Regions from separate parts of the Mus musculus genome. Here all the other regions are linked to region 4. The links are chromatin contacts, called in public HiCAR-type, HiChIP or PLAC-seq and promoter capture Hi-C maps. All regions are on one chromosome and are shown on one strand. Each heading gives the region's core, a stretch centred on a gene start, on an enhancer-like site or on the middle of the called end of the contact. The rest is flanking DNA. Distances are from core to core; before and after follow the strand shown.

Region 1 (3,259 bases), core at 674-3,173, 870 kb after region 4:
ATGTAAAATTCATATTTATCATCAAATTACCAGGGTGAATGTGAAAAGCATGTTTTCAATTATTGTACAAAGCAATTATACATCCAAACCTGTGATGAATTATGACTATAACTGACTGATCTATTATATTAAATAGCAGTGCTTCTTGATTTCCAAATAACAATGTGTCTGTTGAAGTTTTCAGTCTTATCTATTACATGCAGAAGAAATTCTTTTATTCTTTGTCCTTTTCCGACCTATCAAGAGGTACATTTTGAAACAAATGCTATTCATTGTTTCAGTTCTTGGGTAGTCGTCATCTCTTCATCAGAACTTCTCAATACAGAACCTTGATGTCTACTGTCAACAAAAATTATAACAGATAATCCAAGACTAAGATAGCATAAGTACTGAAAGGAAAAGCCATACTAAGAAAGGTCTGCAGAAATATGCTCTGATAGTTCCTTCTCATTTCTCTCCCTTTTCACACTGGCCTTACATCAACTTCTTTTAGGCAAAATACACATACGCACAGTGGTGCTGAGAGACAAAGGTCCTATAGATATGTTATGCCCTATTCCCATTGTACAGCCATACAAACTATTGCCCTGACCCCAGCTTTCATAAAGTCCCAATTCTCATAGATGACAAAAAGCTATGAGATCTATCAGGAGATATTGAGCAGTCTTAAGGAAGAACTAGAAGAAAGGCAAGAAAGCTATGACTGTGCCTTGATGGCTGTGTCTCTTCATAGTTAGAATAACACTTTATGGATAAACACCTTTAAGTCTACATATGAGCTCTTCCCATTACTCCATAAATGTACTGGTTCATATTCCCACATACCTGCACTAATAAAGTTTTATTATCCTTAAAAAGCCCTATATTTATTTTTATTTTATATTGTGGTTTTGATCCTCCCTGGTGGACTTATGTAGAAAATCATGGGAAATATATGTAAGAGGACACACTTATACAATATCATTAACCTAAAGGGGAGACCTGACCCATTATGACTTGGGAAGAAAATCAGTTACTCTACCCTCCTCATAAATCTTCATTAAAACTCCTTTAAAATCCACAACACAAAACTCACTTCTTTCATTCACTGCCTCTGGTTCGGGCAGACAACTCTAGTTCCCCCTGGGGTATGTGCTTTGTTTTGTTTGGCTAACTAAACTGGTCTAACTAATATTGTCTGCTTCTAAACTAAATTCTTTCCTTCAAGAGACAAGAACAGAGAATCAGTAACACCTCTACTACTGTCAAATATATAGTAGACAATTTCATGAAAAGAAAAAGTCATAGCACACTAAAAAACAAAAATGTTTTCCTAACTCATAAGTGGTAAGGGAAATAAAATCCTCAATTTCTGTTATGGTTCAAATGTGCAACTCTTCGACAGTTCATGTTGCTATGAACCCATTGTGGCTATGGTAAGAGATAGGAATAAGCCACGAATGGTGACACCTTCTTGTAATCCCAGCCCTTGGGAAACTAAAGCAAGAAGATCACAAGGTTCAGGCTACATGTGACGATATAGCAAGACCCTGTTATTAAATAAATTTAACAAACAAATTAGAGGTAGAGTCTATTGGGAAAGTGATGCTGTCTTGACTGGCAAGCGTTGGGTGCTAGATCAGTAGTGACACAGTGTTATGGATAAACCCACCTTGTTTCTAAAGAGAACTGAGTTCTGCTCCATAAGAGGGTCATGCCCAGTGCTGTAGACATAGGGGAAAGTCCATGAGTGGATAAATCATTGTGGAATATGAGTGAACCCATATACTTATTTTGCTTATTACTTATTCTTATTTTGCTAAATAGCCATGTTGTCAAACAGACTCATAAATACTTATGCATTACCCATACACTACGCTGTACTCAGTCCTGCTCAAAGAAGCTTCTCTTTGTACCAAGTGGCATGCAATGCAGAGATCCATAATTAATCACAAATGTTGAGGGCTAATCCTTAGGCAAGACAACCACGTCACTTTACTAAAGGTTCAGGGAACATTATAGAACAGGGTCTGGAAATAATTAAAGAGCAGAAGGAGAAAGGGCAGCTGTGGAATGCTGTCTTAGGAGCATAGCATGGCCACGATACTCATGAACTCAGAGGAGCTCCAGTTGCTCCATAGGGCCTACACAAAACAGAGCCCTAAAATCAAACATAGATTGGACATGGGATCATCTCATGGTCCCTGGCCAAAGAAAGCTCTTGGCATTTACAGGCTTCTAGGGAAGACAAAGTAATACTCTTCAGTAAAATGGCTATGTGTATGTTACTCATAATCCGGTAAGCATCATGCCTATGCTCACACAAGTGACCCAGGTAAACCCGGGTATTAACAAAGCAAAAATGAAAATAAAACAAAAAAAAGGTATGAAAATAAAAACAAATAAAACAAGCAACACCCAAAACCAAAAAGGTATGAAATTAGGATGGGTACTTGGTGGAAGAAGGTAAAGACTGGTGAATGGAAAAATGAGACTGAACAGAATTTAGTTCATCATACATGAAACTGTAGATAAATAACTTAAATTTTAAATGTTTTTTATATACAGGGTCTCTTAATGTAGCCCTGGCTGAACTAGAACACTCTATGTAGAACAGTGATCTTGAACTTGCAGAGATTCACTTTTCTCTGTGTCTCACATTGTAGGGTTAAAGGTGTATACCACCATACCTGCCCTAAGGAATCAATTAATTTTGAAAGGGATCATGGGCAGATATGTGAAGAAATGGTATCCTCTGGAGAATAAAAATCCCAAGCAAAGGAGAACATTCAGGAATTTGGAGGTTGAAGTGAGGACACATAGAAGATACTTTGAAGGTCCATGTAGCGTTCATACCTACAAAGAGTATATGATTGTGAGCGATGACATGGCATTATATTTTAACCAGTCAAATAAAAACTCTGGTCAAAATATCTACCTGATGTCAGGTTGAACTGAATGTGGGTGAAGCAAGAAAATAGAAACCAGATGAGCATGACATCAAGTTTCAAGCACGAAAATATTTGCACTAGTATTTGCAACTACTATTTTCTACTAAAATTATTTAAAAAATGAAGAAAAGTATTGGTACATATTTGAACTATGACTTCCTGAGGTTGCACCAATTAGCATTAATTCACATTCTTATGTAAGCTTTGCTCTTCCAAGTGATCACACTTCTCACCGAGAATAAATACCAAAGACAATGTGCTGTCACTTCCGAAATTCAGAGAAATTAATTTCAAACCAACTAGGAAGCTTCTTCACTTCCTATACAGGC
Region 2 (3,252 bases), core at 287-2,786, 770 kb after region 4:
GTTCCTATTTCTTCATATAATATATAATTATAATATATATATGTATATATATATATATATATATATATATTCTACCATATGTATGTTTCTACCACATGTCATCCTCTTCATATGATATATTTATAAATACACACACACACACACACACACATATATATATATATATATATATATATATATATATTTACCTGCATATGGAGCTCATTATGTTAAAATTTAGGATTATAGCTGCAAAGGTAGATTACCACTCATGTTAGATGTCTGTTAAAGAAGAAGAAGGAGAAGTCATATAGTTTTTAAATTACAGTTTATATATTTTATTTAAAAGATGATGCTACCTAAAAGGATAGGAGTAGTTCCTAAGGAAGAAAACACTAAGGGAATCTTGAAACATATCTGTATATTATCCCCTCGTGTACCTCCACAGCTAAACATATAATACATATATATGTGCCTCTTCATATATATATGTATATATATGTATATATATATATATATATATATATATATGTTTTTGTGTATGTGTGTGTGTAAATCTCTCAAGGTTAAGGACTATATGTGTGTATATATATACAATGAACACAATATTTTGAATTAATAATAAAGAGTTCATTAGTAGTCATGGGAGTCAGTCACAAGCTATCTGAAGCAATCATGAATAGTAAAATGAGCTTTAATAATAATTAGAATCACTAAGCATGCAAAAAATATGATAAACAATAATTGCATTTTTCATTTAGACTGGTGTTGCATGAGCCTTGGTTTATTATTCCAGAAGCCTTCATCAGTGTTTATGAGACATCACCCATGGGAAAATGGATCTTCAGTGAAATCAGTAAATCTAATATATGCATCTCATAAAGAAAAGATGAAGCAGGGATTAAGATCCAAGTCTGAGATGCCAGATGAGTTCTGTATCTGACTGAATGATATTCTTGGACCAGAACTAATTTTTATCATCGTAGTATTTGCCGGAGCTGTGGACACATGAGGCCTGTGACATCCAAGTGCTCGAGCACTTCCCAAGTTCATGAACCACGTCCCTTTGACCTTGACACCAGGCTGCATAGAGCAAGGCTGCAATATAATTTTGATTTCTAATCCCTTGTTATCAATTGTTCAACTGTTTTAGCATAAGAATGGGAGGGATATTATTCCTTTATCCCCTGCTGGCTATAACCCTTGTAAAGTCATAATCTCTGCCACAGTAATCGATTGCAGAACACATTGCTTTGATAAAGCTCTTTAACCGCAATCTTTGTGCACGGTGTTTGGGATTGTGCAATGATTTGGCCTGGCTTTCTCTTGTGACATCTTTTCACACTTCTGTAGCTTCCCAAACTTATAATTCAGCTTCATTGGAATAAGGACAAAGAAAAAGCCCTCTCAGCCTTGGTTGAAAATCATGCCACCCTGGTGCTTAATCTCCTTCAAAAGCCGTAAAATATAAATTAGGCCTCTCTTCATTGTGTCCCAAAGAGATTTCTTTTGTGGGCTCTGCGCTGCCGCAGGGCCTCCCCAGCAGCTCACAGTGACCATCTGGTTAGTTTGCCTTCCCAGATGGCCACAGTCAGCACTGGTTCCAGGGGCTGGGAAAGGAGAGGGAAGAGGCATTTGGTAGCTGACAAAATTTTACATTTTTAACGCAGACACAGATCCACATTTCCTTTTCTCTCAGCTTTTCCATCACCTGTTCAGGTTGTTAGCACATAGCAAAGTGCCTCTGTAGTTATCAAACCACAATCTTTTATGGTTTCGTGATGTTCAAAAAAAATTTTTAGACGTAAAAAAAAATTCTACTAGGAGGGACCAACACTTTATTTTTATGAAAAGAAATTATAAAATGTGTAAAGATATTTATATTATGTCAAACTAGTAACTTTCAATGGTACATTGTGTTCTGTAAGAGAAAAATGGAAAAATGGAATATGTAAGTAAGGAACTCTAATAAGATGTAGTGAAAACACTTATATAGGTTTGACAGTGTGCCAAGAAACATCTGAGAAACTCACAATAGTATTAAATATACTAGCACTTCTGAAAGCCATGGCAATTTTTAAATCTAATCCATATACCACTACAACATTTTGAAAAAATTTTATATTAACATATTATTGCAAAACAAAGAAACAAAAACAACCAAGAAACAAAGCCCTAGAGACCATGGATTGACTTCTCCAAGTTTCTCCCAAATAATGACATCTTAGAAACTAAAATATATTAACTATTTTATTGAAACTGACAGAAAACATCCATCTTACTCAGTGTTCTCCAGCTTAATTAGATTCATTTATATGTGTACATGTAGTTCTATATATTTTTGTCATATGTAGAATCATCTACCCATCATCATGGTTCCAAAAATAAACAATTTCACTCTCAAAAAGACCCCTGCTAATTAGAATATAATTCTAATTTGTTAGAATCATATTCACACATGTCCTTCATCCCTCATTCTTGTTAACTACAAAAGGAATCTCCATTCCAAATCCTTATTTCAAAAACGGTACATAAATGGAATTTCAGAGTGTGTGTATTCTTTCAGGGCTGATTTTCTTCATTTTGCCTAATTCTTGAAAGATTCTAGGTAATTACTCAGATTAGTAATGTGTTCATCTACTAATTTTTTAATTTTACTCCATTTATCCTTATAAGCCAAATGTATACCTTTCCCTTCTTAGCTGTTTAGATTGTAAGGTCTGTAGTGATGTTTCATGTTTTCTTTCTGATTGTGGAGATATCTGTCTTCCTTCTTTTGATTTTTCTTGATGCATAATAAAAGGTGATCAGCTGCTATTTTTAAAATTCAGGGCCCCTAGTGAAGGAGCTAGAGAAAGTACCCAAGGAGCTAAAGGGATCTGCAACTCTATAGGAGGAACAACAATATGAACTAACCAGTTATCCCCCCCGGCGGGGGGGGGGGGGCTGTGTCTCTAGTTGCAAATGTAGGAGAGGATGGCCTAGTTAGTCATCAATGGGAAGAGAGGTCCTTGGTCTTGCAAAGATCATATGCCCCAGTACAGGGGAATGCCAGGGCCAGGAAGCAGAATTGGGTGGGTTGGGGATCAGGGCACGGGGAAGGGTATCGGGGACTTTGGGAACAGCATTTGAAATGTAAATGAAGAAAATATCTAATAAAAAATACTTTTAAAAAATCAACTTTTTGTTTCATCGATCTCCTATACTGTTTTAGTCTTTAATTTCATTGATTTTCCGTTTGTCATAATTTATTTTTTATTCACATTACATACC
Region 3 (3,303 bases), core at 600-3,099, 990 kb before region 4:
ACTTACTCTTCTATGCCTGTGATTTAACTTTTTATAATAATCAAGACATCAGATACTACTATACTGAATAATTTTGTTAAAAACATGTTGAAGAAATACTTCAAGTATGTTCTGAAGAATTCGTTTTTATAAGTAACATTACAAAGCATGGAGTATCCCACTGCATTAGTCTACTTGCTGGGCAACACCAAGATTATTTCAACTTTGGTCTGTATTTTGAGCAAAATCTATGAACTCAAAGTAGGACTTAGCAATTCATGAAAATTCTCTAAGGCACAAAATGTCTAGAATTTCACATGCTTAATTTCTGTGGATTTCCACCCCACCACATCTTTGACACTCAAGGGTTACGTGTGAGATACTGTTTTAGGGCATAGGTTTTTCATGGCAGAAAAGACAGACATCATGATGAATCCCACCTAATACTCAGCAAATCCTCACTGCAAATGTCTGCAACTTCCACAAGTACTCTACACCTATGAAATAAAACCATTCTAGTAACAATTAAAGCTGTTATGAAAAACTAGGGGTGCAGTTAGAATTTTTCTTTGACTGCAAACTTACAGAAATGGGATCTGCAATTCTTGTGCCACGTGAAGCCTGAACTTTCCTGATCTTTTCTCTTGAAAGGTCTATTCTTGATACTGCCAATGAAAATAACCACCTCATAGAGGCGAGGAGGTTGGTTACGTGTAAAAGTGTTTCCAGAAGTCAGAAATATTTTAAACAAATGAGGAAGTTAAGATAGAGCACCCAGGGAACAAAAGCGAAACAGCCATTTACTACAGCAAAAGTAAACTGAGTTTTCAAGTCGAAATACTCACCAGCTTAATTTCCAGTCGGGTTTTTGTTTGTTTGTTTGTTTTTCCTTGATATTAAGTAGTGACAGTTTTCTGGATGCAAAACCACAGACGCATCCAATCCGAGCGACTTCGCGTTCGTTCAGACCCCGGAGACGCCTTCGACTCAGTTTTTCAACAGGTGGTGGTGGGGAAACAGTTCCTGGGCTTGCACCCTATTTTCCCGGTGGCGCCGGGAAGTCATGTCTTTACTGTAAAACACAAAAAACAAACAGAAAGGGAAGATGGTGGAGGGGCGGGAAAGGCAGGGCGCAGGCCCGCGGCAGAGCGGCTCGGGCCACGCTCTGCACACAGGTGTCTGTCTCTCTCCGCCTTCCGTGCGCGATCCCGAAGCTCCAGCCAGCCCCACGCCAGCTCGGCTCGCACGCCCCGGGGCGGGTGGCCCGGCGGCCCGCGCGCTCCGCAGGCCCGAGGCTCCGGTGGGGGCGGGGAAGGCGGGCGCGGGCCGCCGGACGTCTAGACAGCCTCCTCCCGCCGCGCCGGCCGAGGTGGCGCCCCGGCGCCGCGACCCCGCCTGCGGGCCGGGGCCGGGGCCGAGGCCGCGTCCCAGCCGCCCTCGGAGGGCCCCGGAGAAGTCCGCCGCACCGCCGCCGACTCCGTGGCTGTCCCCGGGGAGGGGGCGGCGGGCGCCGGCCGAGGCCGTCGCTGTCAGGCTGGCCCGGCTCCTTCCTCCTCCACCTCCGGCCCCGCCCCCGGTTCCCTCGCCCGGCCCGAAGGCCTGGGCTCGCCGCCCGCACCAACGGCCAAGCCCACCTTCCGCCTTCCCAGCTCTTCGGGACCGTAGGAGCGGGCCGCCGTTAGGGGAAGTGCACGAGCCCTCGCCAGGAAGGAAGAGAGGAGGAAGAAAGGGCAGAGCAACGGGATGAAGGAGATCCCGTTGCGGCCGCCGCTGCTTCCGCCGCTGCTTCAGCCGCTGCTCCTGCCGCTGCCACCGCCGTCGCCGCCGCCCGAGCGAGCTCCGCCGCGGCCGCCGTGTCCCCTGCCGCGCCCCGTCCTCCGGCGCGCCCTATGGCAGGGCTCGTAGGCGGTCCTCAGCAACCGCCGAGTAGTGTGGACCAACAGATGGCAGGCCTGGCAAACAGACGGCTAGTGTAACCAATAGGAAGGTAGGGCGGGCATGCCTATGATTGGCGGTGTCCTTCCTCCAGTGAAAACTGGGGGCGTGGGTGGGCGGAGCCGGAAGTAGAGCCCAGGCGAGTAGCCCTGTCCGGCTGGGGCGGAGGGAAAGGGGGAGGGAACTAGAGGAGGAGGAGGAGGTTAGCTGAGGCAGCGGCGGCGGCAGCGGCGGCGGCGGCGGCGGCGCAGGGGCTGGGTACGCGCTGGGCGGCGAGAGCCTCATGGCGGAGGAAGAGAGCGACCAAGAGGCCGAGCGCCTCGGAGAAGAGCTCGTGGCCATTGTGGAGTCCCCCCCGGGCCCAGTGGGGCTCCTAGCTGCGGGCGACGGCAGAGGGGGGGCCGGCGGCGGCGGCTGTGGCGGCGGCGTCGGGATCAGCAGCCGGGATTACTGCCGACGCTTCTGTCAGGTGAGGCGCCCGTCGGCCGCTCCGACTTGTCACTGGGCTCCCGGGCCTCTGCGTGGCTCCTGGCCTGCTGGCCCAGGTCTCTGCGTCGTGTCCGGGACCGGTCCTCCGGCGGGACGGAGAGGGAGTCTGGGAAGCCCCGGTCCCCTCTCTGCACCGCTCCGAGCTCGGCGATGGGGACGACGGGGAGTGGGGTTGGGGGTGACTTGCGGACTTGGAGGTGAGGAGAAAGTGAGTTTGTCGCGGCGGCGGTGGTGGTGGTGGGCTGGGAGCTGGACGGTCAACTGGAAAGCACCCCGTCCTGACATGCCTGTGCCTCCCTGCAGACCCTCTTCGTACCCCAGGGTCCCGCCTTTCTCAGGTTCACTACCCGGTCCCTCTCACTTCTGCTGGGCTCTCCCGTCTTTCTCTGTTACCCAGGTTCCCCCGCATTCTCTTTTTCAGAGACGCCAAGCATGCTATCACCCCACTGCCTGCCCTCCTGTCATCGCCACCCCTCCCCCTCTGCTAGGGTCGCCTGTCATTCCCTCACTAGGTCCCTCTGGACCAGTTCTTCCGTTGGCCTTGGCACTGTCCCACCGTTAGCTACTCCCCTCCCCCACCAGGTGTGTGTGTGTTGGGAGGGGGGGTGTTTTCCGTGTGGAACCTTATAGGAGTGATTGTCATCTTTCCCTTTTTTTGACCCCCTTCTCTGACAAGCACACTGTTTCCTAATTGTCTGACTACAGAGAAAGTCGTTTTTCCTGAAACTATTGCCCTCGTTACACCACCCCTCCCCCAGCCTTTAAATTACTCGTTTTTGGTTGGTCTGTTAAATTCAGTATCGGAAAAAGTGACAGTAAATTATTTGTTTCCTTTATTCTGCCGACTGCTTTTAAGGATTGCATGTAGTTTTTATCTAACTGTAAGCAAATATAGAAACA
Region 4 (2,860 bases), core at 140-2,639:
GTGGGCTCTACAGCCTCTGGTGGCCTAATGTGAGAAGGAGTTAGGGAGACAAGTCTCTCGAGGAAGTGTGAACAGAATCAGTCTCTTCCATCTGGCTTCTTCAACCCAACCCATCTTTACCAAACAGTCAACAAAGAGTATCAGAAGCCATTAGCCTAAATTCCAGGGTCATAGAAAGTGGAGTGCTTGTGAAATACACATCTTATTATCAGGACCCTTAAAAACCTACTCCGTCTCCCTTCTCAGGGCTCTAACACTGATCACTGGCGTTAACGTTGTCAACCTAATTTTCCGTTTTGAAGCCGTGTAAGGAAGTCATCTTGCTCCTTTTCAGGATAGGCTGAGATGGATGGGTGGTTGAGAGGGTTGGTGAGGAATCATTTTCTGGGACCTATTTCAAAGATAATTCAAAAGAGATCTTAAAGTAGAAATTGGATAAATTACATGGCTGAAGTAGGTTGCAGTGAGGTTGTTCAGCATGAGACCGTTTGTAACCATCATGCAAAGTAATTTAGCAAGTCCAAGGACATTGTTCTCTAGGAAATACTGGATTTTTCAGCGTTAAAAGAGCAGCCTTCAAATAGTCCCAGATTAGTGGCAGCTGGAAGGCAGAACAGGGAGCTATGAGTTAATCTCCGAGTCTCACAAAACAGGAAAGTTCTAGTGCTAGCTAGTTGTAGGCAGGAGCATTCCTTGTTCAGGACTTTCGATTTATATTGCAAATCCAGCAACCATCCGATGGAATGAGTGGTAGTCTGAAGCTATGGCTTTGGCTAGGATTGTTCCTGTCCTGGGAGGGCAACGGCTATTTGCCAGTGTTCAGAACCTGACTGTGACCTCTCTGTTTCAGCTGAGATTGCTGTATCAAATGCCTTTAACAGCCCCAATACCATGTGGTAGACTGAGCAGTCTACTTTTATCTTGTTGAATCACTAAGAGGACTGTGAACACACAGAACACAGTAAACGGATTAATTGCAATGGTCTTTGTCGTTCTACAATAATTGAATGAACGTCTTCCACTTTTAAAAACAATACTACTTTTTTGAACATTAGTTTCAACTCACAGTACCTCTAATAGGGATCTTTCAGAAATAGGCAACTGATCAAGTATAGCAAACAAATAGCTGCCTTCCCGTGAAAACGGAATGGCTCCCAAGACTCTCCGTCGCTGTCGCTGTCCCAGCACATCTTCTGGCTTTCCTACCCCACCAGCAACACTCTCGACCTCCACCCCTCTGCGTTCTTCCGCAGCTCCGTGGAACGGAGCTGGCTGCCAGCCATGGGGCTGCCCTGCTCTTCTTCAGCGCCCGCTGGCGACGGCACTAGGACCCAGAGAAGTCCCCGAGCGGGGTTCGCAGAAAGGCAGCCAGACTCCTCCTTATCTCCAGTGTCAAACTTGACATCAGACTGCGAGCGGAGCATGGTAACTTCTCCAGCAATCAGAGCGCTCCCCCTCACATCAGTGGTATGCTTCGCGGAGATATGCTCCTCTCACTGCCCGGTGCACCAGCAACATGGATTGTCACCTCTCCATCCTCGTCCTGCTCGGCTGCTGCGTCCTCAGCTGCTCCGGAGAACTGAGCCCACAGCCTTCCAACGAAGGTAAGCCAGGTAACCGCGCCGCTCCCGCCGGAGCGGAGCCCACAGCCCCCGGACGGCGCTGTTCCCTGAGATGCCCAGAAAGCAGTGGCAGCGAAAAGATTGTTTGCCCAGTAGCAATCCCAAAACACTTTTGGGGGATGTCTTGGGATTGTAGAAACCTTTAAAAATAATAATAAATCTGTTTTTAATCTGATAGCGAGCGATTCAAGTGATTACCACATTTACCAATTTGAACCAGAAAGAAAGAAAACCTTCGGTTTCTTTTTTTCTTTTTTTCTTTTTTTAACAACCCAGACTGTTAATTGCCAAATAGCCAAGGCAGTATTTTATTTTCTAATTATGACCATGTGGTTCTTTGAGAAGTTTCAAAGAAAAGGCTAGCCTCTCTTGAGATCCCCGCGGTGTGTTTTAAAGATAATGACAGGTTGCTCCTGCTTACACCCTTTGGCACTTATGAATGGACTGGAGAGAAGGGGGCTCGTTGGACCCGAGGTGTTTGAGTGCGCGCGTGTGTGCATGTGTTTATGTTACAACCGCCTTATTGAAGTGCTGTGGATCCCGCCGGGCGATGCTGTGCTCAGCGATACAGGTTCTCATGGGTAGCATATGCATGCCACATTATTAACAGCAGTGATGGTTCAAGGGATATACAGTGAGCTTAAGTTGGGTTCTTTTGTAAAAAGGCCTTTCATACACATAGAAGGATGCATTTAATGATTGATTGATAATTAGCTCCTGGGTAGATACAGTAAATAACAGACTAGCAAATTAGAAAGAACACTCATGGAAAGCTAACGGCATTTCCTTGATGCTGGATTAATTATTGTCAGTGTAACGGGCATCCTTGCATTCTCAATGGATCAAAGTGTAAACCTAATATTGAGAATATTTGTTTTCGTGGATACTGAGCAGACTCATGATATTTTTTTCAGACTTTTCATTATCTAGTTTTAATGATTTGTGAATACAAACTCTTAAGACAACTTCTCTGAATAATTGATTGCCTTGCAGCAACACTTACAACTTTAATTTCCTCTTAATGATTTTGAACATTGAGAATTGTATCGAGCAAGTTAACAATAGAGGACAGCTGAAGTGCAGGGAGCACAGTAGCTGTACAACACTCACTTAAAAACGTTTTGTAGAGCCAATGTTGTAGACATTATGCTTATGCCCATGTGAAAGAAAAATGTATGTAAACCCATTAGCACAAAGACCGCTTCCCATGTTTGGTGACCCACTTTCACGCTAATGGG
Region 5 (2,904 bases), core at 286-2,785, 810 kb before region 4:
TAAGCATATGCAAACTATCATGCCTAGCTAGCTGTTGATATGAGTGTTTTGATGAAACCCTGGTATACGGTTTCTGATGCTGTGATGGTCCACTGATGCCTTTTGTTATTATTGCTTTTAAAGAAATGGCTTTTAGATAGTCAAGGGAGGCAGACCTGGGGATATAAACTAGGCTTAGTTCTTACTGTCTGTGTATACCAAGTAAGTTTTTAACATCTCAAACCTTAGTCTCTCTTGTTTTAAAACAAGTAAGGTACCATCTGGCTTTTACATTATATTAGAATTAAGTGGCATAATTGATAAGAGATGCGTAACTATCTGGCAGCCATACGAAGGGAGAAGGTTGCTTAATATCTCTGGCAGTCAACTTTCTATTACTGCACTGAGACAAATCAGTATGGAGAGAGAGACAGAGAGGTTTTTTTTTTTAATTTTTTTATTTTGGCTCATGGTTTCAGACTTGTGATGATCATTGCTAGGAGTTTGAGAACTAGAGAAACAACACTCCTTAGGTTGCTAGAAGGCATGCCATTAGACTCTAACAGTGCCCTGCCTCCATCAGTGTATGATGTTCTTGCCTGCATGTGCACTTTGGAGTAGAGAGGTCAACGTCAAGTGTCTTCCTCTGATATGCCACACATCTCTACATCTTGTTTTCTGACAAGGGTTCTTACTGCATTTGGCGCTTACTGTTTCAGAAAGGCTGGCTGGCCAGTGAATTTCAAAGCTCCGCCTACATCTTTTCTCCCACCCAGTGCTGAGGTTACAGACGTGCACTGCCATACCCAGTATTTACATGTGTGGTGAAGATTAAAACTTAGGCCTTCAGGCGTGTGCAACAAGAACATTCTACCCACTGAACTAACTCCCTGGCTCCCGTTCTACCTCTTAACATTTTAGCTACTAGCTGGTAGCGCTGAGCCGAGAATTAACCCTTTAACGGGTGCAACTATCATAAGACTATAGTTTATATTATAACATAAGAATCTGCAGGGTCTCTGGCAGTGTATGGGTTGGCAAAAGAGTAGAAGTACAGAATTGCTTAGAAGGTGTGCAAGTTGGTTGCGGCTTACATTGGTAACAACTCACTGCAAAGGCTCAGAAGAGTTCCAAGTGGGTTCTGGGTTTGGTCTTTGCAGCCCCGGCTGAAAGCTTGTCTCTCCATTTTGGCTGTAACTCCTTCCATTCTTGTTCCCCTCATAACATCAGTGACTATTACACCCAAGATGAATAAGATTTGAAAATGCAGGCAGGAAAAGGAAAAGGGGTGTGATTCTAACCTTAATGTCTATGAGCTTGTTTGACTTCAGGAATATGGACAGTGTGGTTTTTTTTTTTTTTGTTTTGTTTTTTGTTTTTTTTTGTTTTTGTTTTGTTTTGTTTTGGCTTGTTTTCCTAGTTTGATGGCAGATATATCATCTTGCTATTATCTTAAATGTTTTTGGAGGACACGGGAGGGATCAAAGCAGTCATACCCCAGCAGAGGGTAGTATTTCTGTGAGGGAGAAGCCGGCCTGGCCTCTGTGGTTGCTCTAGCACAGACTTGTGCCCACAGGTGTGGAAATGCATTCTCTGGTTGTTGCACACGCTCCACACAGCTCCCACAGCAATCCGAATGGGTAGCAGTCACATCCTTGAGATGCATGATTTAATAAGAGAGGCGGCGCTTTCACAGTCAATATTTCAACTGCGACATTCTAAGACGAGCACAGTTTGGAGAGGGGAAGGCTTAAAATGGATTAAAATTTAAACAATTCCCAATCAAATGGAAATGTTCTGGGAATTGTGCCAGAGAGTATTGTTGAATTGGTTTTAATATAAGCATTCTAAATTTAACCAGCTGGAATTATTTGCAATTTGGGGGGAATTATATATGTGGATATGTTGAATAGATATTTAAAATACAATATTTATTCTTTATGAAAAATCAGCCCCAGCTCTTGTTGGCAGAGGTGTCAGAGTACATATTGTGTTCTGAATATTGGATCACAGAATTTTAAGGGAGATAGGATCTAGAGGTCAGCGAAGATAATTCTCTTTCTTGTTGATGGAGAAACAAACTAGAGAAAACAGGCTCAGATCCAGTAAGCAATGCGCTCAGGCAGGACCCTGCTCTATGCCTGTGCCCAAGCAAGGGCCTCTTTTCCTGACCCAGCTGAGTTCCCACTAAATGTGCCAGGCTGCCACAGGCCTGATTTCCGGACAGCCAGGCTCTTCCACTGACCTTACTGGGTAACAGATGTGCTTTTAAACAAAAGCCTAGAAAAAAAAAAAAAGAACAATTTAGAGTAATAACAGGCCTTGAAGGCACAGAAAACACTGGGAGAGGATGGGCAGGTGTCTTAGAGTGATCAGCAAGGCAGAGATTGTCTCAATAGAAACAGACTAAAGATTGTACAATCATCAAGCTCATTATAGTATCTTAGCAAATGTCTGCTTGTGGTTGCAAAATTAAAAACAATCCCCATCTAAAGATATTTGGAGTTCCCTCTCCATCATGGCTAATAACACCAACAGCAACACCATTGGGACAGGGTTACTACCCTCACCCCCCAACCCCCCAATTTTATCTAAAGAAAAGCTGGGTTGCATAGAAAGAGCCACAGAAGAACTTACATATCAGTGCTAGGGTTAGGTAAAGCTGACGCAGAGTGGAGCTCTGGCTGCCTGGCTGGTTTCAAAACAGGCTGGTGCTTGCAGTCTCTTCCAGTCACCCCTAGGTCTGGCCAGCACCTATCTCCAGACTGCAGTAAGGAGAGGAAAGGTGGCTTAGCTGTCCGCAGAGCTCTCAGCCCATTCAGCTTACTCTATAGAATAATGGGAACCCTATCTTTAGAGGTTCTGGGACTTGTGTCTTCTGTACTGCAAGCAGCTCTGGCTATTGAGTCTGGCTATTGAGTTTAA
Region 6 (3,224 bases), core at 268-2,767, 830 kb after region 4:
AATCAATTAAGCATATTTTATCAGAGCAAAGAAACAGATGGATCTGTGTTAAAGTGTCTTTTATGCAGAAGGAGGGTGATCAGTAGGAAGATAGGTCAATAAATAATATAACAGAAGTATCCTAGGGCTGATAAATGAGAAATATGGTTGCCTTAACCTTATTGCATCATTTGATGCTTTTGTTTCTTGGAGTTTGTCTGTCTGTCTCTTTGTTTGTTTGTTGAAACAGGGTCTCATTATATAGCTTTCTGGCCTGGAACTTACTACAGAGATGAGACTAGCTCCAAACTCACAGAGACTTCCACTCTATCTCTAATGTGCTGGGATTTAAGTTGTATACGGCCATATAAGCCATACTGCATCTTTTTCCAGAAAAATATAATAATAAATAAAAGGAGATAACGTAAATAATATGGAAATGATAATAAATAAAACCTGCAGAATAAAGGTGACATTCTCTACCTGTTTGCTCTCAGAATGAGATTCGGGGCTGAGTCTCTACAAGCAGAGTGATGCCATAATTATCTCTACCTTATGCTCAGACAATAAGAGCACCTAGGCTTATTTCTTTACAAGTATTATGTGTTATCCATGTCTTTGGTGCAAGTAATAAATTATAATACATATAATTATTGAATATTTTCATATTTAAATAATGTTTCTATTTAATTTCTATTGTGTGTGAGAGAGTTTTGTGTGCATGTACATATGTGCACCATATATGTGCAGTGCCCACAGAGGTCAGAAAAAAGACTTCAGTTCCCCCTAAACTGCTGTGAGAGATGTATGTAGCCAGCATGTAGGTACTGACAATTGAAGTTGAGTCTTTAGTAAGAGTAATAAGTGCTATTAAGAAGTAAGCCATTCTCTGATTCCATTTTGCCTTCTTTTATATAGGATACATGCGTCATTGTATAGTTGTCAGAATTTTTAATGGCTTTAAAATAAGTATTTGAACTATCCAATGATTGAACTCCACAAACAAATGAGGATTAAGGGTCTACTGGGCCCTCACAGAGGAGTCTAGCAAGGGAATATACACTACAATAAATTTGGAAGAACATTGTCATGCTATAAAAATACAGACTATCAATTAGGGAAATTCTAGCTTTCAATTTGGAATTATTTCTGACTCTTTAGGTCGTACATAAAGGGAGAATTTATAGTTTATAGCATAATCCAATCTCAAGGCTCCATTGTTGCTGGACCAAAAATCAGCTCATGCAATCTCTCCTTATTATGTCTTTAACTGTCCATAATGCAGATCAGGACTCTTCAGTCACAAAATCCATTGTGAAAATTATCTCCTGATCATTCCCTGCCCCTCCCCCAGGCCTGGCCCTCGGGCCCTTCTTAATCAGCTCCCATGAATCTGGTCTTTGACACCACGGACAAGTACGACTTTATTAGTTGCAAATCTATCTGGCAGCCTCGAAATGGCTTTCTCAAATTGCACAGCTCTTGCAGAGCAGTGTGTCCTTTCATGTTGATTAAAATATCTGAGGGATACAAACAACAACAAAAGAGGAACAGGAAACCCACTTGCCCCTTTCATCTTCGCAGAGGGAGCTGCTCTGCGCCACCAGCTTGACTTTCTTCAAACAAAACTTCTCCTTTTGTGACTGAAGAAAGGCTTTGGCAAACACTTATCCTTTGATATAATACGCACTTGACAAAAATCGCAGACCAAATCAAGCCACTGCTTTGAAGAAAATGTTTATTAAAAAAAAAAAAAAACAAAAAACCAAAGCTCTTAAGTGCACTGGGACTTAGTGTGAGGCTAGTGGCGTGAGGCTACCGTGTCTGTGCTGTAGATTTAAAGTCAAGTCCAAATGTATGGACTTCAAGGCCACAGCTGCTACCTCGTTCCTCTGTTTGATTCCAAGTATACCTTGAAAACCTGTTTAGTTTTAAAGGCTATTATGGAATGTTACTTCTATATTTCATTCCAGCGACGCAAGCATTGTATTATGTGGTTAGAAAAGAATGTGAGAAAATCCTTGTTCTATAGACTTTGTCCCATGTCCCCAATCTCCTTCAACATGCCAGCTGCTTTTGAAGAAAGAAGGCTGATATACCCAGGGTCAAATTAGATTTCTAACATGAGGAGCCAAGTTTGAAATCCTCAAACACTTTCAGGATCCCACAGGAAATAAATGACACATTCAAATTAGTATTGCTTGAGAGGAATTGAATAGAAAGATTGGGCCGAGCTAGAAAACCACTGGGGATCGTGCAATGCTTCTGGCGTTTTAATGGGTGGAATATTAGCAGCTCCCCTCAGCAACCCTGCAGGAAAGAGACGAGAAAAAAAGGATACAGAAACTCACTTCCTACTTTCTGTCTCCCCCTGACAAATGCCACTGTTCTCATCTAACCAAGGCACATATGGAAGAGAGCCGAGTAGAATAGATTCTACATCTCAGCCTGCCAGAACCAGAGACAGGTGAGGATCGGCTGATAGGACAAATAGCCAGCTGTCTTTCCACGTAAATCTCCTGAGACAATTAAGCTTACCCACGTCGTGTGATTTAGGGTCACCTAGGAAACAAACCTCTGCACTTGTCTGAGGCCATTTCCAAAGAGGTTACCTGAGGTAGGCAGAAGCATTCTGAATGTGGAAAGAAAGAGAGGGATCGAAGCACCTGCACTTGGCTTCTGCCTTTTAAGACTTTGGTGTCTTTTAGTCCCTGGGAGCTCTGAGTGGTCCCGTTCTTTCTCACATGGGGCTGCGATCCCTTTCAGCTCCTTCAGTCCGAGCTCCCAGGGACTAAACCCCCAGCCAAAGAGCATACATGGAGGGAGCCATGACTCCAGATAGGTATGTAGCAGAGGATGGCCTTATAGGACATCAGTGGGAGGGGAGGGAGGCTTGATGTCCCAGCATAGGGGGATGCTAGAGCGATGAGGAAGGAGTGGGTGAGGAGGTGGAGGAGCACCCTCATAGAGGTAAAGGGGAGGGGGGAAGGGAGTGATGGGATGGGGACTTGTGGAATGGTAACTGGGAAGGGGGGGTATCATTTGAAATGTAAATGAATAAAATGACTAATTAAAAAAATAAAGGCTCAGTGTGACCAACTGCTTCACATCCCTGCCCTCTGTCTGCTCTCCTGTGAAGGAGTAGATCCCCAAACCCTGAATCAAAACAAACTCCTCAGTTGTCCTTGTCAAATATTTTGTCACAGAAACAAGACAAGTATCTAAGAACAGTACCCCAAAAGTTA
Region 7 (3,196 bases), core at 550-3,049, 910 kb before region 4:
GAAATGGGTAGGAAACATAAGCAGACTGTGGGTGGTGAGTTTGAATACAGTAAATCATTAGGGCCTTCCTAGTAATATTTTGAAGCAGGGACATGAATAAACGGTAGGAAAAATGAGCTAAGGAAAATGTCTAAAGAGAAGACCCTCTTAAGTAAAACATCAAGAACATAGGCTTTGAAGCAGAGACCTGCAATACATGTCTAAGGTAGTTATCATAAGGAAACCCTTGAGGTTATCTGCAAGAATTGTTTAGAAATAAAAGAACTGAAGTCAGAGGTCAAACATAAAACACATCTACAGAATGGCCTTCACATTTTTAGATCTGCATGATCCAATCCAGTAGCCACTTGCCACATGTGGATATTAAAACTTTATTCAAATTCACACAAAATTTGAAATTGTTCTTCGGTTTTACTACTATATTTCGAGATCTCAAAATCCAGATGTGGACAGTCGTTAGTATGGGCAATACAACAATATTTTCATCATCTCAGAAACCACCTTGGGCAGGGTTTGAATCAATGGCTCACCTGGGCATGATTTTCCTTCTCAGGGAACGTTTGTTAGCCTGGAGGTATTTTCACTTGTATCAAGTGAGAGAAGGGGCACACTATTCTTTGTGGAAATGTAGGGATGGTGTTAGGCATCCTGCAACCTCTACAGCAATAAATTACCCTGCCCCAAATCTCAATAGTTCTGTATTTAGAAAAAAAAAAAAAAAAACTCTAGAGCCGGGCAATGTGGTGCACGCCTTTAATCCCAGCACACGGGAGGCAGAGGCAGGCGGATTTCTGAGTTTGAGGCCATTCTGGTCTACAAAGTGAGTTCTAGGACCGCCAGGGTTACACAGAGAAACCCTGTCTAGAAAAACCAAAAAAAAAAAAAAAAAAAAAAAGAAAAGAAAAGAAAAAAGAAACAGAAGAAGAAGAAGAAGAAGAAGAAGAAGAAGAAGAAGAAGAAGAAGAAGAAGAAGAAGAAGCAGAAGCAGCAACTCTAATAGAAATCCAGTTTCTCCTTCTAATATTCATAACACAAATCACTTTCCACCCACGGTGTTTCCCCACACCAACCAAATGACTACTAACTGCATTTAGGGGACACCAGCCACTAATTCAAATCTAATGGCAGGCAGGTCCTGCAGCTAGAGGCGTAGTCCCAAGATTGTGTGGCACCCTGCCCCTCCAGCTCCACATTAGATGCAAATCTGAAGTCCCAGGTTGTTTCAAGTATACTTAATGACCAACCAGCTGGCAATTGAGGTTCAACTGAGATTCAATTAATTGGGTTAAATTAATTATCTAGCTATCTCAAAGGCGGAGAAGCAAGTTATAGTCCTTTTAAAACCTAGAGCGTTTCAAAGTGTAGTCTAATCTTTGTAGCTAAAGAATATCAAAGTGATGGCTCCCCTAACTCAGAAGCGGCTAGAAGAGGACAGACCTTCAAAAGTACAGGGGTATGATGGAAGCTCTCTTGGCCTCTCCACCCCTGCCTCCACCATCAGGCACGCGCGCGCATGCGCCGCACTTTAAGTCGCCCCTTCGGAGGCGCTCCCCCCCACCCCCCACCCCCAGGTTCGTTTCTAGCCCAGCCTCGAGTGGAAGGTGGATAGATGCTCAGGACACTTCTTTAAACCGCGAACTGTGGAACTCTACTCCAATAGAGGCCGGAGCCCCAAGTCGGAACCACATTTCCTCGCTGACTTTCTGAGCTAGCACTTCCGCCCAGAGAGGGGCTGGAATCTCCGAGACCCTTCCGGCGCTTGCGAGGGATTGAAAAGGCACTTCCGGTGTCTGTTGCCAAGGCGCCGGCCGGCCCGCGGGCCGTGAGGGCGACACTGGTGGCGTCGTCCTCTGCCCCCCATCCCCGGGGGCGAGATGTCGGGGCTCAGCCACTTAGAGTCGGAGGGCTGCCGAAACCTACTCGGCCTGCTGGACAACGACGAGATCATGGCCCTTTGCGACACCGTCACCAACCGCCTGGTGCAGCCTGTGGACCGCCAAGGTAGGCGCCGGCAGGGGCCTTGTCACCCCCAGGGGTCGGGTCCGGTCGGGTCCGGTCGGGTCCGGTTGTCGCCGAAGCCCAGGGAAGGCCTCCGGGTTGGCGCTGCACAGCTCTGCAGCCTCCCCGCCCGCCGGCCGAGCCGGGTCCCGGCGCGCTGGTGAGTCGGACCGTGGTACCGGCTGGGCAAACTTTTGCGGACATGCGGACCCGGATGAGCACCAGATGAGCCCATTCCCATGATTTTTAAGAGCATCCCAGAGTATGTTTCAGTTTTCAGTTTCGATCTCCACGGAGATCAGTCAGCTCCTGCTGTTTTCTTTCAGCCCGAAGGGAAATAATAAACACTATTTGTCAGTGTCTTAGGTAAATACCCACCGAAACAAATAAAAGGCGGACAGTTTTAATCCACGTATGTCAAGGAATGCTCAGCCTCTTCGTCCTACATTCATTCCTAGTTGGGAAGTAGCAAGACCACAGCTTCTTTTGTTTTTGTTTTTTAAATCAAAAGGTTGTATAAAAGACAAAACGGACATATGTACGTTGCATTTATAAGACATTAAAAATATCCTTACTAAAATACATTAGTGAAACGAATGTTGTTGAAAAGAAAGGGATAGAAAATGACAGACAAAACAAAAAGAAGAACACCCTCAAGCCTCCAAAACAAACCACCAAATTTAGTAGCTATTCTGAAATGGATGGGGAAAAGGTGATAGCGTCTTTAGGGAAGTTGGAAATAGGGGCATCAAAGATACTGTGTGTCTGTGGAATAAGATCTTTGGAAGGTAGATGTAATGAGTGCATTGTCTTTTTCTTTTTCTTTTTTTTAATTCTTGCTATTTTGCAGCAGTAGTCTATTTGAAAGATATTTGGTCTGTGCTTTCAGCCCAACTTTTTAGTTTAAAAACATCTTGATGCTGCTGTTTTTCAGCTTCGATTATCTGTAAAATCAGAAGTTTGACAACATTCCTTGGTATCATATATTGTGATTTTAATCATTTTTTTCAAGGTTTATGGATCTTAGGTATTTGGGGCATAGAAATACATTTTTTTTCTGGGTCAGAAATTTTCTGGGTCACTGTGTAGTCCTGGCTGTCTTTGATTCACTTTGTAGACCAGGCTGGCCTCGAACTCAAGAGATCTGGCTGCTTCTGCTGGGTCTAAGGGTGTGTACCACCACTGCCTAGCAAGGTAA

What was found. Promoter capture Hi-C pulls out the DNA fragments that hold promoters and counts their contacts. HiCAR-type assays count read pairs that join an accessible place to other places. HiChIP or PLAC-seq counts read pairs in DNA pulled down with a chosen protein or histone mark.
Region 1: a contact with region 4 is called in a promoter capture Hi-C map of second pharyngeal arch cranial neural crest, with 8 times the contacts expected there. The contact joins the enhancer-like site here to the promoter of Epha3 in region 4. A contact is called at or near these places in 10 of 39 promoter capture datasets (the 3T3-L1 cell line, cranial neural crest, embryonic stem cells and 5 more), 1 of 484 Hi-C or Micro-C datasets (cortical neurons), 6 of 115 datasets of contacts at active chromatin or transcription factors (craniofacial prominence, embryonic forebrain, embryonic hindbrain and 3 more) and 1 of 9 other capture datasets (adipose tissue).
Region 2: a contact with region 4 is called in an H3K4me3 HiChIP or PLAC-seq map of embryonic forebrain, with 10 times the contacts expected there. The contact joins the enhancer-like site here to the promoter of Epha3 in region 4. A contact is called at or near these places in 5 of 39 promoter capture datasets (the 3T3-L1 cell line, embryonic stem cells, hippocampal neurons and 2 more), 2 of 484 Hi-C or Micro-C datasets (cerebellum and embryonic fibroblasts), 6 of 115 datasets of contacts at active chromatin or transcription factors (astrocytes, craniofacial prominence, differentiating embryonic stem cells and 3 more) and 1 of 9 other capture datasets (liver).
Region 3: a contact with region 4 is called in a HiCAR-type map of astrocytes, with 3 times the contacts expected there. The contact joins the promoter of Cggbp1 here to the promoter of Epha3 in region 4. A contact is called at or near these places in 2 of 39 promoter capture datasets (hippocampal neurons and second pharyngeal arch cranial neural crest), 2 of 484 Hi-C or Micro-C datasets (brain and cerebellum) and 6 of 115 datasets of contacts at active chromatin or transcription factors (astrocytes, embryonic forebrain, embryonic stem cells and 2 more).
Region 5: an H3K27ac HiChIP or PLAC-seq map of VIP interneurons shows a contact between it and region 4, with 12 times the contacts expected there. The contact joins the enhancer-like site here to the promoter of Epha3 in region 4. A contact is called at or near these places in 13 of 39 promoter capture datasets (the 3T3-L1 cell line, the C10 cell line, HPC-7-derived erythroid cells and 8 more), 8 of 115 datasets of contacts at active chromatin or transcription factors (VIP interneurons, astrocytes, embryonic basal ganglia and 5 more) and 1 of 9 other capture datasets (embryonic stem cells).
Region 6: a contact with region 4 is called in an H3K4me3 HiChIP or PLAC-seq map of embryonic forebrain, with 5 times the contacts expected there. The contact joins the enhancer-like site here to the promoter of Epha3 in region 4. A contact is called at or near these places in 8 of 39 promoter capture datasets (the C10 cell line, cranial neural crest, embryonic stem cells and 5 more), 1 of 484 Hi-C or Micro-C datasets (muscle stem cells) and 7 of 115 datasets of contacts at active chromatin or transcription factors (astrocytes, craniofacial prominence, embryonic forebrain and 4 more).
Region 7: a contact with region 4 is called in an H3K27ac HiChIP or PLAC-seq map of cardiomyocytes, with 9 times the contacts expected there. The contact joins the promoter of 4930453N24Rik here to the promoter of Epha3 in region 4. A contact is called at or near these places in 3 of 39 promoter capture datasets (cranial neural crest, hippocampal neurons and liver), 13 of 115 datasets of contacts at active chromatin or transcription factors (astrocytes, cardiomyocytes, craniofacial prominence and 7 more) and 1 of 9 other capture datasets (adipose tissue).

Annotation. Positions count from the first base shown.
Region 1 is chr16:62,994,470-62,997,728 of GRCm38.p6, reverse strand. No RefSeq gene overlaps it. Among named protein-coding and RNA genes, the nearest start is that of Pros1, 140 kb to the right of the region's middle. Within about 2 kb of position 1,923, at least 3 of the 459 cell types and tissues checked have an H3K27ac peak or open chromatin away from gene starts, as enhancers often do. A contact at or near this core is called in craniofacial prominence and second pharyngeal arch cranial neural crest, where this site is marked.
Region 2 is chr16:63,089,880-63,093,131 of GRCm38.p6, reverse strand. No RefSeq gene overlaps it. Among named protein-coding and RNA genes, the nearest start is that of Gm33912, 130 kb to the left of the region's middle. Within about 2 kb of position 1,536, at least 36 of the 459 cell types and tissues checked have an H3K27ac peak or open chromatin away from gene starts, as enhancers often do. A contact at or near this core is called in cerebellum, embryonic forebrain and hippocampal neurons, where this site is marked.
Region 3 is chr16:64,850,547-64,853,849 of GRCm38.p6, reverse strand. It overlaps Cggbp1 (CGG triplet repeat binding protein 1), which reads right to left and starts at 1,849. Exons shown (of 3, transcript NM_178647.3): 1 at 1,614-1,849; 2 at 825-1,051. Zfp654 (zinc finger protein 654) reads left to right here and starts at 2,127. Exons shown (of 9, transcript NM_001347245.1): 1 at 2,127-2,383. The coding sequence starts at 2,198.
Region 4 is chr16:63,862,704-63,865,563 of GRCm38.p6, reverse strand. Epha3 (Eph receptor A3) reads left to right here and starts at 1,389. Exons shown (of 17, transcript NM_010140.4): 1 at 1,389-1,604. The coding sequence starts at 1,517.
Region 5 is chr16:64,676,297-64,679,200 of GRCm38.p6, reverse strand. No RefSeq gene overlaps it. Among named protein-coding and RNA genes, the nearest start is that of Csnka2ip, 75 kb to the right of the region's middle. Within about 2 kb of position 1,535, at least 8 of the 459 cell types and tissues checked have an H3K27ac peak or open chromatin away from gene starts, as enhancers often do. A contact at or near this core is called in VIP interneurons and embryonic basal ganglia, where this site is marked.
Region 6 is chr16:63,030,229-63,033,452 of GRCm38.p6, reverse strand. No RefSeq gene overlaps it. Among named protein-coding and RNA genes, the nearest start is that of Pros1, 180 kb to the right of the region's middle. Within about 2 kb of position 1,517, at least 6 of the 459 cell types and tissues checked have an H3K27ac peak or open chromatin away from gene starts, as enhancers often do. A contact at or near this core is called in embryonic forebrain, where this site is marked.
Region 7 is chr16:64,769,542-64,772,737 of GRCm38.p6, reverse strand. It overlaps 4930453N24Rik (RIKEN cDNA 4930453N24 gene), which reads left to right and starts at 1,799. Exons shown (of 3, transcript NM_026273.2): 1 at 1,799-2,001. The coding sequence starts at 1,875.